Regions from separate parts of the Columba livia genome. Here region 1 is linked to region 2. A link is a contact called in public Hi-C data. All regions are on one chromosome and are shown on one strand. The core of a region is the stretch at or near the end of the contact, and the rest is flanking DNA. Distances in the headings are between cores, read along the strand shown.

The links. A called contact is a pair of places that touch in the nucleus more often than the background predicts.
Region 1: a Hi-C map of crop shows a contact between it and region 2, with 4 times the contacts expected there. The contact joins two enhancer-like sites. A contact is called at or near these places in 2 of 2 Hi-C or Micro-C datasets (crop and liver).

Annotation. Positions count from the first base shown.
Region 1 is chr1:185,140,867-185,147,626 of bColLiv1.pat.W.v2, reverse strand. No RefSeq gene overlaps it. Among named protein-coding and RNA genes, the nearest start is that of CAV1, 29 kb to the right of the region's middle. Within about 2 kb of position 3,181, at least 1 of the 3 cell types and tissues checked has an H3K27ac peak away from gene starts, as active enhancers do.
Region 2 is chr1:185,011,521-185,018,219 of bColLiv1.pat.W.v2, reverse strand. No RefSeq gene overlaps it. Among named protein-coding and RNA genes, the nearest start is that of TES, 36 kb to the right of the region's middle. Within about 2 kb of position 2,784, at least 2 of the 3 cell types and tissues checked have an H3K27ac peak away from gene starts, as active enhancers do.

The DNA of each region.
Region 1 (6,760 bases), core at 1,932-4,431, 130 kb before region 2:
ACAAACTATGAACTAGAAATACATTTTATTTATATTTTGCAAAGGGATCTGGGAGAGATGCTGGCTTGACATCTTGATTAAGGATCAGAAATGACTGTGATGAGTCCTTCATTTAACATATAATGTTACTTAATACCTGAAACGTCATCTATGGTGTTTATATATGCTGTTTACAGAGGAAGCATGCATTGAAGCAGGTTACCTGCAGGGTGGTCTTCTGCAAGGATACCATATTTTCAGGAGTTTTAAAAGTATCCAAAAGCCTGTAGAAAACCCGCAAAATGGAAACAGGTTCAAAACTTCCCCAATAGGACATTTTCAAATAAAGAAGAGTAATTATTCCCTGCAGCAGGTCAGTTTGGATTCCTGCCTACAGAAAGGTGAGGACTATTTCAAAACTGAGTACAGGGAAGCAAGAGAAACTAAACAAAAGGTAGGTTGTGTTAAAAAATATCTCTGCTTGATTGCGATTCTGGACAAGCCTTTTGTGAAGTATTAGTTACCTCAAGAACTGACTGGGTAATGGGACCAGCTTTCCAGCGCCTGCTCTTGCCCATCTGGCTAAGGAGCTTTGTGCGCTTGGCCAGGACATGACAACTTTTGGGACTTCTGGTGTGTGGCATTTAACCAAGGAGAGCAGCTGTTGCTTTTTGTAGAGCCAAGATCTTGCCCAGTCCCCAACTGTGAGCTTGTCATATAACCCAGCCCCATAATGGAGGTAACAACGTCTGCCTTTCTTCAGAAATTACTTTGAGATCTGCCAAAGAAAATGGCCTATTCAAATGCAAAGCCCGATGCTTTTATTTATTAATAGATATTGTGCCAGAGTCACCAATCTGCTCCTGGTGCCTAGTGCTGCTCTGAAAACAGAGGATCTGCTGCTTGATTTAACCCAGCCGGTGAGCTGTGGCCTAGGGCTGCTTTGTGATATTGGAAGAAGAACAAAACAGCCAGATGTTTACCAGCAGCAACTCAAGCTCAGTGTTAACCAGAAACAACAAGCTCTGCCTGGTACTCCTCTGAAACTCCAGCAACTGTGGTCCTGCCTAAGTTCACCTGCCAGCAGCACTGCTGCATCTGACAAAGAGGACGGAGCTTCTCAGGACACTCTTATTCCCTTAGAAGATCACTCATTCTTAAAAAAAAAAGAAAGAAAGAAAGAAAGAAAAAAACTGTTTACAGATAAAATTATCTTCTTCCTTGTGGAATTTATTGTATATGCTCTATAGGACTCACAAGGGTGGCTGCTTTATGCTGTGTTGGTAAGTGGCTTCACCCAGTACATTGCCATTCCTGCAGCACTACCTGGTGTTTCTGGAGCCTCTGGCTCAGCTCAGTCCCAGCCAAAATTTCCAGGGAAGACAGGCAGAAAAAAAAAATCTCTTTTGAAGATTGTTCTGGCTTGATGGTGGGAGGTCCGCTTGTCTAATTTCGTGCTTTCCCTGTTTTCTTTTTGACTGCACTTTCCTGGTGTGAAAGGCCTGGTACTGATTTCAGTCAAAGCAGAATTTTGCTGCACCATTTTTGCTGTCCTCAAGGGAGAGTTTTTATTCAGTTGCTCTCCCTGCCACACTTACAGTAACAGATGACTTTTTGAAACACTTCTATTAGAATGAAAGCAGAGGGTACATTTCCACTGATAAAGTGGTCAACAAACATAAAATGAAAGTGGAAGTAACTTCACTAACGTACTTCTACAAATTTGGTTCCTGGGGCCAGTGTGTTACAGTCTGCTTATTTTGATTTCTCATGTTTAGAATTGATTTCTCATATCAGAATATTGCCTCTACTGAAGCATTTTTATCTCAGACATAATGCAAGCTGACACATAATTCCAACTGCATCCTTAACCCTTTCTGTAAGTCAGAGGAAGTATAGTAGAACATCACATGTGGGTGTTTCGATAATTAAATGACGGGCTTCAGCAGGATCAAACTAATTTCCTTTTCGAGCTCCAAACGAGCGTTTTACGGCCGTTTTTCCTGCGAGGGGCGGTGTGTGGAGCCGCGATCCCGCAGCGGGCGGCAGCGGCCGGGCAGCCGGGAGGTGGCAGCCTCAGCCCGGCGCTCCGGGGCTGCTCTGCCGGCCGCGTCCTTCCAGGCGTTTTCCCAGCGGAAAATCCCCCTCGTTAAGTATAAAAATAAAATGCTGCACATCGTGTGTTGTCATGGATGTAAAGAAAAAGAAAACAAAGGGGTATTTTTAGGGAAAGGCCTTGCCTTGCTGCTGAACCTCCTGCGGCTGCTGTCGTGGGTGAAGTGTCGTGCTGTGGACAGAGGGGACAGAGAGGGGAACAACAGCTTGGTGAGCTGGTTCTGGTTGATGAGGGCCTAATTTTCAGCTGGTTTAATCAGTGTCATTTGTAAGCCTTAAAAGAAGAGGGTCCCTGAAGCAAATCAGGAAAGAGAGAGGGAAAAAAAAAAAAAGGCACTAAAATACGTCCTGTTTGCCTTGCTCTGATTACTAATACCTTTTAATGATGTTCTGCACTATGGAGTGGGATTTTCCTTGGCTTACTTCATTTTCCATTGAAGTAAGTTGGAAAATTCCAACAGCTTTGGTGGAAACAAACTCCAATAACTGGAGATTCTCAGAAGTGCCCTTCCTTTCCAAGAAGCATCACCCCTTTGCAATTGAGCTTTATCTTTCACAGTTTAATGCTTCTTCACTTTTGATGCTGAAAATGTATTGCATCAGAAATAAAGCCCAGTGCAAATGAGATTATAGACTGAGTTCCCTACTCAAAGAAATTAAATTGCACGTCATTTTAAATATCTTGCATTAATATTATTCGATTCTTCATTTCTTTTCTTTGTCTGACATTTGAAATTTATTGAATAGTCTGAGTTACCCTCAGTTTAATTAATTGTCTTCAAGGAGTTGACATATATAGTGAATTTAGCTGTCTGTCTTTAAACAGAGCTTTCTACTTCCTATTAGCAAATTCCTGGAGCTTTAAATGCTTCTTTGGTTTTCATACTTCTACAGCATTGCCATGAATTGACAGAATTACTCAGAAAGCAAAGCTATTTTCAAGTGTGTGCCTGGTCAATAAGGAAAAATGTTCTCCTTGTAAAAGAAAACTGTTTCTCTTCTGCGTGAGTCACGGCTCTGCTTGTATGCACAGAGCAAAAGCCTTCCAACTTCTCAGGCTCCACTGGCATTCGGGGTAGGATCCAGCCAGCCAAGATTCACATGTGGAAACTAAATATGGTCATAGGGTTACACTCCCATTTTTTGCCCATTACTCAGGCTCCTGCATGGTGTATTTCAGTGCCTACTCCCTTTCTGATGCTCTGCATCTCCCTCCATATCGATGGTTTGCTCTGTGGTTAAGGCTAGTAAGTTCTTCGACACTACCAGTTACAAACAAGTAGTGTGTTTCATCTTCTGCCTGGGAGTACTATACAAATAAAAAAGACCCAGTATTATTCCTGGGAGGGAAGCTAAAGGCTAGATACCTTTATAAAGCTACAGGCTAGAGGGTGTCATCTTAAGTCTTACTCCAGTTTTCAGCTGTAGTTTGCCACAGTTTTCATGGTAGAACCTGCCAAAAATAGAAAAACAAGAGGGAAGGAACATGCTGTTTTTCTGAAAACAAAACAGCCTGTGTATTTTCAGCAACAAGAAGTCAGAGGGACATTTTTATAATTATATACAACAGCAGAAGGGTTCTGATGTCACGGGAGCCAGAAAAACACATCCTAAATTACACCACATTTCACCTTGGATGTTAATCCATGAGCCAACAGCATTTTTAGGCCACTCTGAAGGTGTTTGACCCCTGCTTAGGACCGGTCAACATGTGTGGCTGTGGAACAGCAGTGGTGAACACAAATTACCAGGGTCTATCAGCTACTCACCACTGCCACAGTGACACAGCTCTAGTGTGGTACTGGTTCCCTCCCCATCAGCTCTCCCTGAGAGCCCTGCTCCCCTCCTCAGGTGCTTTATAGAGCTGTGTGGGAGTAGCAAGGGGACTGATCTTGTACTTTGGGCTCAGCTTTGATTTCTTCAAGAGCTCTGTGCTCTCCATTAATCTCAAAGGTCATGCTACCTGGAGACACGAATCTCAAGGCATCCCCCAGTGGAGAGGTGACATTCGCTCTGGTCCCAGTTCCTACCTTCAACCTCCATGCAGAATTAATAACAAAGTGGTAACAGCACCATGACCAAAGGTTTCTACAAATCAGGGCCATTTTCAGCAAGGCTTTTACATAGTGTCAAATGAATAAGTTTTTCCAGCAAATTATATGAGACCATACTTGATTAAGACAGATTCATGGTCAGGATGGATTCCCATTTTGGTCAGGAGATATTCTGTTAGCTGATTATTTACTCTTGCACTGTACAAGTTCCATGTGACTTTGTGGCTTGCTGCAATATTTCTATTAGAAACCAAGCCCAAGATTTTTGTACAATAGCTGCGGTGACTACATGGATTAAGAGCCTTGACCTAGAAGCATCTTATACAAATTTTTCAGCCAAACTTTTTTGATTACACTTATTCTTTTCTGCGTTTTTTTGGTATTTAACATAAAATAATTTTCAAGTAAAAGAAACACAAAATAAATAATTCTAATTTTAGTAAGTTAGATAGAGCTTGTTGCTGTGAGAAGTGCCACACACTAAGGAACCACAGAGTATGGAGTTTAAATTCACATCACATTCACCATGATTGCATTACTACTCTCTTGCTCTGGAAGGGTTTGCATGGCAGAAGTTGTTCCAGTTTCAGTCCTAGGTCAACACAACACAGAAATTACCAAAAATACACTATCAATATTGGAAGAGGTAAGAACCAAAAAGTCCTGCAGCTTATTTCTTTACTATGAGAACCAGTCCTTTGAGGAGACATGGGATAAACATTTCTGCAGAGGAATATGGAAGCGGTTTTACTTCTCTTGTGTTTACCTATATTTATTCTGGAAAGAGACAACTTGTTTTGTGAGAGCTATTACATTTCGTCCCCTTTTCCAAGACTATTGAACTGTCTTTAGAAATATTCAGACACGCTTTATGCCAACTATTTGCACCTGTTCCATTATTTATGCAGAATTAAGTCACGGACTGTAAAGCTCCCAAGGGACTTATGTTCTGCCTCAGAAAATCATTTGGTGTTTATACATACTGAAATTTGATAGTATGTGCCATGAAAAGGGATCAACATGGCTGCTTATCTGGACTGCAACTACCCACATACCCTTGTTTGATAGATAAACTGTTATTTTTTAGGATGAAAGCATCATTTCTTGACAGCCTTTTATAAATAGTGGTGTTATGCAACCCAGAAGGACAGCTGAGTTTGTGGGAAAAAAAAAAAACAACTGCATTTGACATACTCAGTGTTTATGGGGCCATGGCATGTAGCATCATGTATTGAAAGAACGGGACTTAATACACGGGTATTATCTGATGACATCCGTCATGATCTGATGGGCATTTGGAAACAATTCTAGGACTCAACAGACAGCAGTGGAATGGTTATCTATCTATATATATATATAGTTCTTAGCTGCTTTCAACATGATTTCCTGAAAGGAATAAAGGCATTTTGCTTCTACTTGGTGTTGGTAAACAGAGCCAAAAAAGAATGTAAACTCTACCTAGGAGAAGGTTGTGAAATACTATTGAACAGGGAGAAGTGTAGGTAGAGAGTGATTTCAGTTGTGGAAGTGTTCTACCCAGAATCTTCTACATAACTGCTGGAACCTCATGCTGAAATGGAGGCAGAGTAGAACAGAGACCAGAACAGAAACAGGGCAAGAACTTAATCTTTAAGACTCCTACAAGTCGTAGACCTTCTGTAGACACTGTGATGAGCTAATTGGAGGTTTTTTTGGAGAGAAATAAATACATTGAGCTGAAGCTGCTACGTAGAGCAGCAGAGCTCTGTGTGAATACCCCGTCTCTTGAGACAAGTGAGGTAGGGCTGAGCATCCCCATGAGGTCGTGTCATGTCTGTGTGAATTAAGGAATTCTTGGATATCGTGGTGCTGTCACCACTGATGGGGAAACAGGGGCAAAGTTTAGCTAACAGCAGTGACCACAAAAGGGCAATAGCTCAGGCAACCTGTGGCTGTGAAACTGAGGTTTAGTGCACAGATGTACAGCATGCACATTTAATCATTGCTAAAACAAATATATGATTAGTTCAGCATTGTTAATTCTCCCCAAGTTTGTTTTACTTTCTCTTGTCTCTATACAGGCTTAATCTTGTAAATGAGAAACAGGGCTTATCAAGAGAGTGAGGGTTCAATGTCCCCAGGAGTCACAGTAGGATTTCAAAGCCAAGGCTTTTACCAGCCTTAAGAGGAATTCCTCTGCATTTAAGCCCAGAGCTTGCTGCCATCAGTAACAGGGTTGCTTTGAGCTTCAGTCCTCGATAATCCATGAATCAATTAAATTTATTTTGTATGACTATTCGTGAACAGGATAGTTTCAACAGTAAAATTTTTAGTCCCTCAGCCAGAAAGGAGTAAACTGATGTATGGAGACGTCCAAGTTTTTGGAGAACTGTGCAACAGAAAGGGTTTCTCCACTCCACAGAAGAGCCAGGCAGTGCTAGCTTTAATCTCTTTCTTCTGAATACTGTTATTTGGTCAGACAGTTCTGCAACCTAGAGGAGTAAATCTGTGTTTGCAACAGCCTTCCTCAAAGGATGCTTGTTAGAGATACACAAAAGGATTTTTTAACTACAGAAATGATGCTCTGAAGACCCTGAAATTCATACCAAAAGACCCAGTCCTGCTCAAATCTG
Region 2 (6,699 bases), core at 1,535-4,034:
CTGTTCAACAGTTTTTGCTTTGCTCTGTTTTGGCTGTCTTCTAATAGCTCTTTCTAAGTCAACATCCAGTGTAGTCTGGCAGACTAAGAGACGGCCCATTTTGGGGACCCAAAAGCAACATTTTCCAAAGGAAACCACTTTTGGCTTCTTCCCAATGCAGTTTTCTACTATTATTCACCAGACTTTGCATCATCACATCTCCAAATGGTCTCATGCTACTTTTCCAGGCACACAGTATATTGAGCCTCAATGTCATGCTCTAAGTCAGCTGCTGCACAGTCCTGATAGTAAGATCATGCAGCAAGTTGTGTTTTAACACAAGAGAAACCGTCAGCTGCACAAAGACATTCTGAACAATGGGCTTTTTCGCCTTTTGTCCTTAGTAAAGCAAATTCTTACTCCATGGTATTTTCTGATCTAAGCCCAAAATAAAGAAGTCCCTCCCAAACCTGATAGTTGTCAGGCAGTCGAATTGGCTGCAGACTGGCACAAGAATATGTGTGTGCAGCTGGCCAGGTCATGTTTCTGTCTCTTCCCTTCTGACAGTTGTTCTTGTAGGGGTCAGCAATAGCAGAAGTGGTGGCATTGCCTTGGTGTAAAAGAGCTGTGCTTATACGAAAGTTATACCTGCATATTTCTTGTCCACTTTATGTGAAGTGGAGAATCCTGTGAAAATAATTTTCTAGGTTAGATTACTCAGATCTACTGTTGCATCATTTATGGATGACAACCATATCCCTGTGGATGTAAAGTGAAGGATATGTGGTAGCTAATGAGGTGGGGCTTTGACATTCCTCAGAGGCTTCTAATTCCTGTCCTGTTACAGGAGTCTCTAGGGGACCCTTCCCACAGAACTCCCTCTTCCTATTGCCTCTGCTAATGGGATTGAGACCTGCTTACCACCACGTATGACAAATGCTGGCAGGCTCCTTCAAGATGGGACTCTTACATTCCACGCCCTATTCCGTTCCCACAGACTTCTGTCAGTGGGAACCTGTTCCTATCAATTTGAAAGATGAAGAACTTGCAAATACAACCTTTTTCTGTATTAATTTCCACACTAAAGATATTCTCTGAATGATTAGCAGTAATAGTGCTGCCATAGCAAACAATGCTTAGAATCAGACAATCTTAATGAGACCATTTTTGATTATTTTGTATTAAAGGATGCTTTTAAAAAATATTTTATTTAATTAAAAAAATATTTTAAATGTTGGCTTATGTAAAGCAAATAAATAGTTGTAGTTAACTCCATGCACAAGTCCAATTGACTGAACTAAGTAGTGAAAGTTACCTGCAGTAACGGCATCAGGGTATTTCTGAAACACAAGAAACCGGACCTTGAGCCAAGATTCAAAGCATGAGAGTTGAGATGCATGAGACAACAAGACCCTCAAAGTCCATGTCTAATGGCCAGGTTGTGCGGGCCGAGAAAACTTCCATATTGAGTTTGGTGCAACTGGGATGTTGAGAATGCAGGCCATCACCTGGAGTAAAATTTTTACCACCTTCCACCTTCACAGTATTTTAAAGTTATTAATTGACCCCAGAAGATTCCAAAACATTAGTGCTGCCATTCTCATTTAAAAAAACAAACAAACAAACAAACATGACCACAGAATTAGAAAAGGCAATGGCTTTCTACAGGTGATTAGCCATAAAGGAAGAAAAGCCAGCCCCAAAACGATACCTCAGGAGCTCTGGTCCTGCATGAACACCATTAATTTTGTAACTTTCACTGGAAGTAAGGGTGGTATTATTATCTTGCTCCAGAAGTACATTACTGGAATTCTAATGAAACGAATTAATTAACGAACTGATTAACTAACGTAAGCGTTCTTGAAATTCAGAATTTCCTATCCTCTGAGATCTTCCCACTTTATACTACAAAATTGCTTTTCTGACATAACCAAAGCTGACAAAAGTGTTACTGAATTTGATCCTACAATTTTGTTTTTCCCTCTACATAAGTAGTTTTCAGTAAAAAATTGTTTTTCCTCCAAACCACTCACAACACAGCTGATACTGCACCTTTTCTTGCTAAGTAGAAACAAATCCTCAGTGTAGGGTATCACTTTGGGTCAGGTTGGATGCAGCACAGCCCTGTCCTGCTCTGGAACAGCTTGTGCCTTCCAAGTCTGGTCAGATGCATGTTGTGCAACTGCCCTTGAGGCAAGTGGCAGCCGTTTACATTAAGAGCAGAACTGGGCTCGGGACAGTGAGTTCAACAAGCATGAGAATAATGCTGCTTTCTTTAGCCATCTCCAGGCTCCACCCCGTTTCTCAAAATTGCTGAACTATTTACAAATGTTTAAGAGAACCTCTGTGTTATTAGAAGAATGTTTACACTGCCACGCATTTCAGATGCAGGCAGAGCTATACAACGAAAGCCCACCCCAAAGACCAGAGCTGGGCTGTATTATCAAAATATGTACTGGTTCTAGTCTCCACCACCATACAAGGCAGCTCTACATTCCTGCTGGTAAACTTTTATTACCTCCTAAGTTTTCCAGATCACTGCCAGATTTCTTGAAGTTCATGGAATGATTACAGGCCTCATAAATATAAACCTCAATTCTGTTTGGCAGTTTCATATGGGAATGCCAAAATGAAGAAAATAAAAAGTATTTCAGAAAAGACTGTTAAGACCTTTTGTATTGTAACGGCTGCAGTTATAAAGTTTATAGTTCCAATAAACTTCACCAGTTAGAGTGAATCAAGCCTCAAACTTCACTGTGATGTTGCCATTACACCCATCTTCCGTAGGATGGTAGCTGAGGCACAGAATGCCCAAGGAATTTAGGCAATGTCCCATTGCATTCAGCAGAGGAATTAGATGTTTCTGTTTTGTAGTCATAGTCTGATGTCTACTAAACCATGCTGACTCCTTATGCCTTTAGACAGGAAGAAAGTATTACATAAAAAGGATTCCAAACAGCTTATATTGATACTCTCAGTACATTATGACTAAATTAGAAGGGGCCAAGAGTCCATTTGTTTGTTGTAAATAAGGAATTTGTAGAGGAATATTCAGTTTTAGAGACAATTCCCCCAACATACTAAAAAAAAAGAAAAAAAAGAAGCAATGGAATAGATGCAAGTCCACAAAAGCAGTCTGAAAAACTTCTTAATGCATATCATACAGAGAAGTTTTGAATTGAAATATGTGCATTGAATCGCTGGAATGAGAGACATTTTGTTTGTATTCTGCCCACAGTGTTCTGGCTTCTTATTCTGGAAGGTCATTAAAATGTTTTCTAAGAATTGATGAACTGTTTACTGATTTTATGCTTACTGATTATTCCTGATTTCTGTCCTGAATACACTTTCAAAGTTATTCATTAAAAATGCCTCCCAGATTGTTTCAGCTGGAACTTCAAGCTATGTTGTTTTTTCCCATGTTTTCTTTGATTAAGATCTGTGTCCAACTGACACAGGTTGAGCCCCAACAGCTTCCATAGAGTCCAATTCCTACACAGATTAACTCTTTTCTTTGCACCTGCAGGCCACATAAAGGTGTAGATACCCCAAACTTAGCTGTCAGAATGCATCATTTTCAGGTGCAGAATCTTCAATGTGGAAAAGGCTAGTGCTGAAATAACCAGCATGCTGAACAGTCAACCCACCAAAACACAGCAGTAGGAAATACTGGACACTGATTTTTCAGCCTGTTCTGAAGCTTACTAGTGTGAGGTAGAAATGGGTGCAGACCACATCGAAGTGCCAGCCAAGGCACTTTTGGAAAGACTCTTCAGACTGAGTCATGTGTGGATGCATTTTCCAAGGGGGGGGTGTGTGAGAGAGAGACAGAAACAGCAAGACCAGGAGACAGAGGAGTCTCTCTCCTATAACCTCAGCCAGACTTGGCAAAGGGATAGTGATCTAACACCTATTAAGTTCCTACAAGTTTTGGGAAACTCGAGAAACAAGTTTTGTTTGTTAATGCTGAGCCTCTGCTGCACTTCAGCCTCTGAAAAAGAAAGAGGGCAAGTGAGATCTAATGAATTCGCTAACCATGGGAAATGCTTTAGTCAGAGTTTATGTATTAAATAGGAAAAAAACCTCAGGCTGGACTTCTCACCCGTATGGAGTCTCTGCTGCCTAGTAAAATGCAGACAAGGATAGAAGTCAGGAATACATTTATAAGTATGGTTTCCCAATTATATTCTTGGAAGCCTGTAAGGGATAAACTGCTGCAGCTTCATATAATACAGTTAGATTGTCAATTAATCACCAAACCACTGGGAGCTAGGCTGCTTTAGTTTAAGAACTTGGGAAAGCTTCTTCTGAGTCCCAGAATCTAGCTGCATCTCTTTACTGGGGGCTTTGGGCTTAATTAGGGAAGACACAATAGAATAATGATCTCAGCTGGAGGGAGAAACAGCACCTGGTGGGAACCTTCTTGTGATGTGCAATAGCAAAAGCCGGAGCAGGCCAGGAGATGCAAAGAACTATATTGTACCCATTGTTGGAATAGGCAGGTTAGTGACAATAACTTGGCTGGGCAAGACCCTGAGCAGTTTGATAGACCCACAAAGTTTGCTCTGTTTTGGGCAGGGGATTGGACCATATGAACCCCAGAGATCTTTTCAGCTCAAATCTTTCTGTAATGTTATGAGCCCTCAAACCTTGAATTCACAGTTAAAATAAATTTGTTTGGCCGTTATTTTGCTAGAGTAAAGTGTTACCAGTGCATTACCAGGCAACTAACATGCACATTTGGCCTGGGTGCTGTCTGCTTTTGGAAAATTTAAATAGGCACTAGTGTTTTGCTTGTTTGGGAACATAGGAATCTACTTGGACTTAAACGTTTTCTGTCACTATCCTTGTGTTTCACTCCTGATTCCTCAGAATTAGATCTGCTTTCTAGGAAGTGTCATAAAGTTAACCTCACACAGCAGACTTCAGCACAGAACATCAACCTGTTATCACACAAAAAACATTTTGCTTTTTTCATTTAAACAGGGCGTGTATGTTAACATGCAAGTGTAACTGACTAGATTTTAGATGTATCATAGGCATGCAGCATTAGGAGTGCAGATTACTACTGAAGAACAACCTTTCCTTACCATCTATCCTCTTAATGTCCTCTTTATCTCATAACCTTGATTATTGAAAGCTGTTCCCTAAGCTCATGGTCTCTGTTTTCTACCCATGGCAATTAAACAATATCATTGACTTCCCTTGTTTAGAGCAATTGCCCTTCGCCACCTTAAGTTTTCTACCTTTTCATAATAAGCCAAAATCATTCCAGAGTGCCTCCATGATTCAGCATTATCTCCCCTTACTTATTTCACCTTTTTTTCCCTGTTTTTCTACTTTGCTGATGTTCGTCCTAAAATACCACCCCCGTGCCTCCTCCCTCTGTCTGAATTCATGATCATGCTGTTTTCTGCTCTTGCACAGACTCCTGGACCTCCAGCCCCTTCCTCAGCTTATTCCTTTCTGAAAATCTTCAGAACATCTCTTCTCTTTCCGTTCAAAACTTTTTCTTGTTTTCCTGCTGAGTATTTATTTCACAGGGTCTTTCTTGCCTTGTGCATGCAGCACATTTGCTCAGCGTAGCAGGGACGGCATCTGCTGGGTAACTGAAGAACATCATGTGGTTGCTGTTAATATTTCAATTACTGCAAACATGAAAATCAAGACTCATGTAAATAACTCATCCAGGGCAACCAATGAAAACTCTTGGTTTTTTTATTGTGATGCTACATTTTTCTAACAAATGAAAATTTAACAAATGAATGAAGTTTGACTAGTTTCTCATAAACTGGGTGCAAAAGTTTTCTACAACAATGCTAGGCTTGAAGACAAATCTGAACAATGCTGAGCTTAATCTGCAGCAGAAACATCCTCTTACTTGGGTAATTTTTCAGTTGTTTGGGGAGGAAGAGTTATGGAGGAAACTGATCTTCTGCATTTTGTTGTGATTGCTCACAGCAACAACAAAACTCAGCATTGTTGCAATGGTGGTGTCACAGTGAAGCAGGTACTGCCCAGGTACTCACCAGCATGAAAGGTAAAAAACCTCAGGCTTTTTTTCTGTCATTTAAGCAGTGAATACAGGGTGGCAACCTACAACCTGAGCCTAGTCCTGGCTCAGATGGTTATGGACTTTTGCTCCCTAAAGCTCCTTTATTTATTGTTTTGTTAATAAAGACACTGAAAAAAAACAAATGTTATTTTCAGTACTTTGAATATTTTTCTCTCCATTTCTCCTGGATTGTTGATGATCTTTAGATGATTTGTTTGCCTTTTAACACCTACTTCTGGGACCTCTTTCACAGTGCACCTCATTTTACTAAGGACCATTCTCAAGCCTTATACTTAATAAAATCAATTTACTTATTTACTGAAGGAGTGAGTAAAGACAGACTCAAAAGGTTCTGGGCTTTAGGCTTTTTTGGTCTCAGCACTTTGAAGCAGTAGAGTAATACGTGTTATATATGAAAGTGGATGATCATTTACAGTCTATGTAAGTGTGGAGAGTCTCCAGCTTTATACCATTAGCACACAGCTATTTGCAAGATAAAATCACTGCATCTTGCTCTGTGTGATCCTATTCACTGCTGACTGCTAATGACACAGTGATACAATTTTAATAGCGTATTTTGGCTAACATTCACAATCAGGTGTCTGTTGCCTCATATGTAGTTTAGTTTGACTATGACAGTCTTAATAGCCAGGACCTACCTCCAA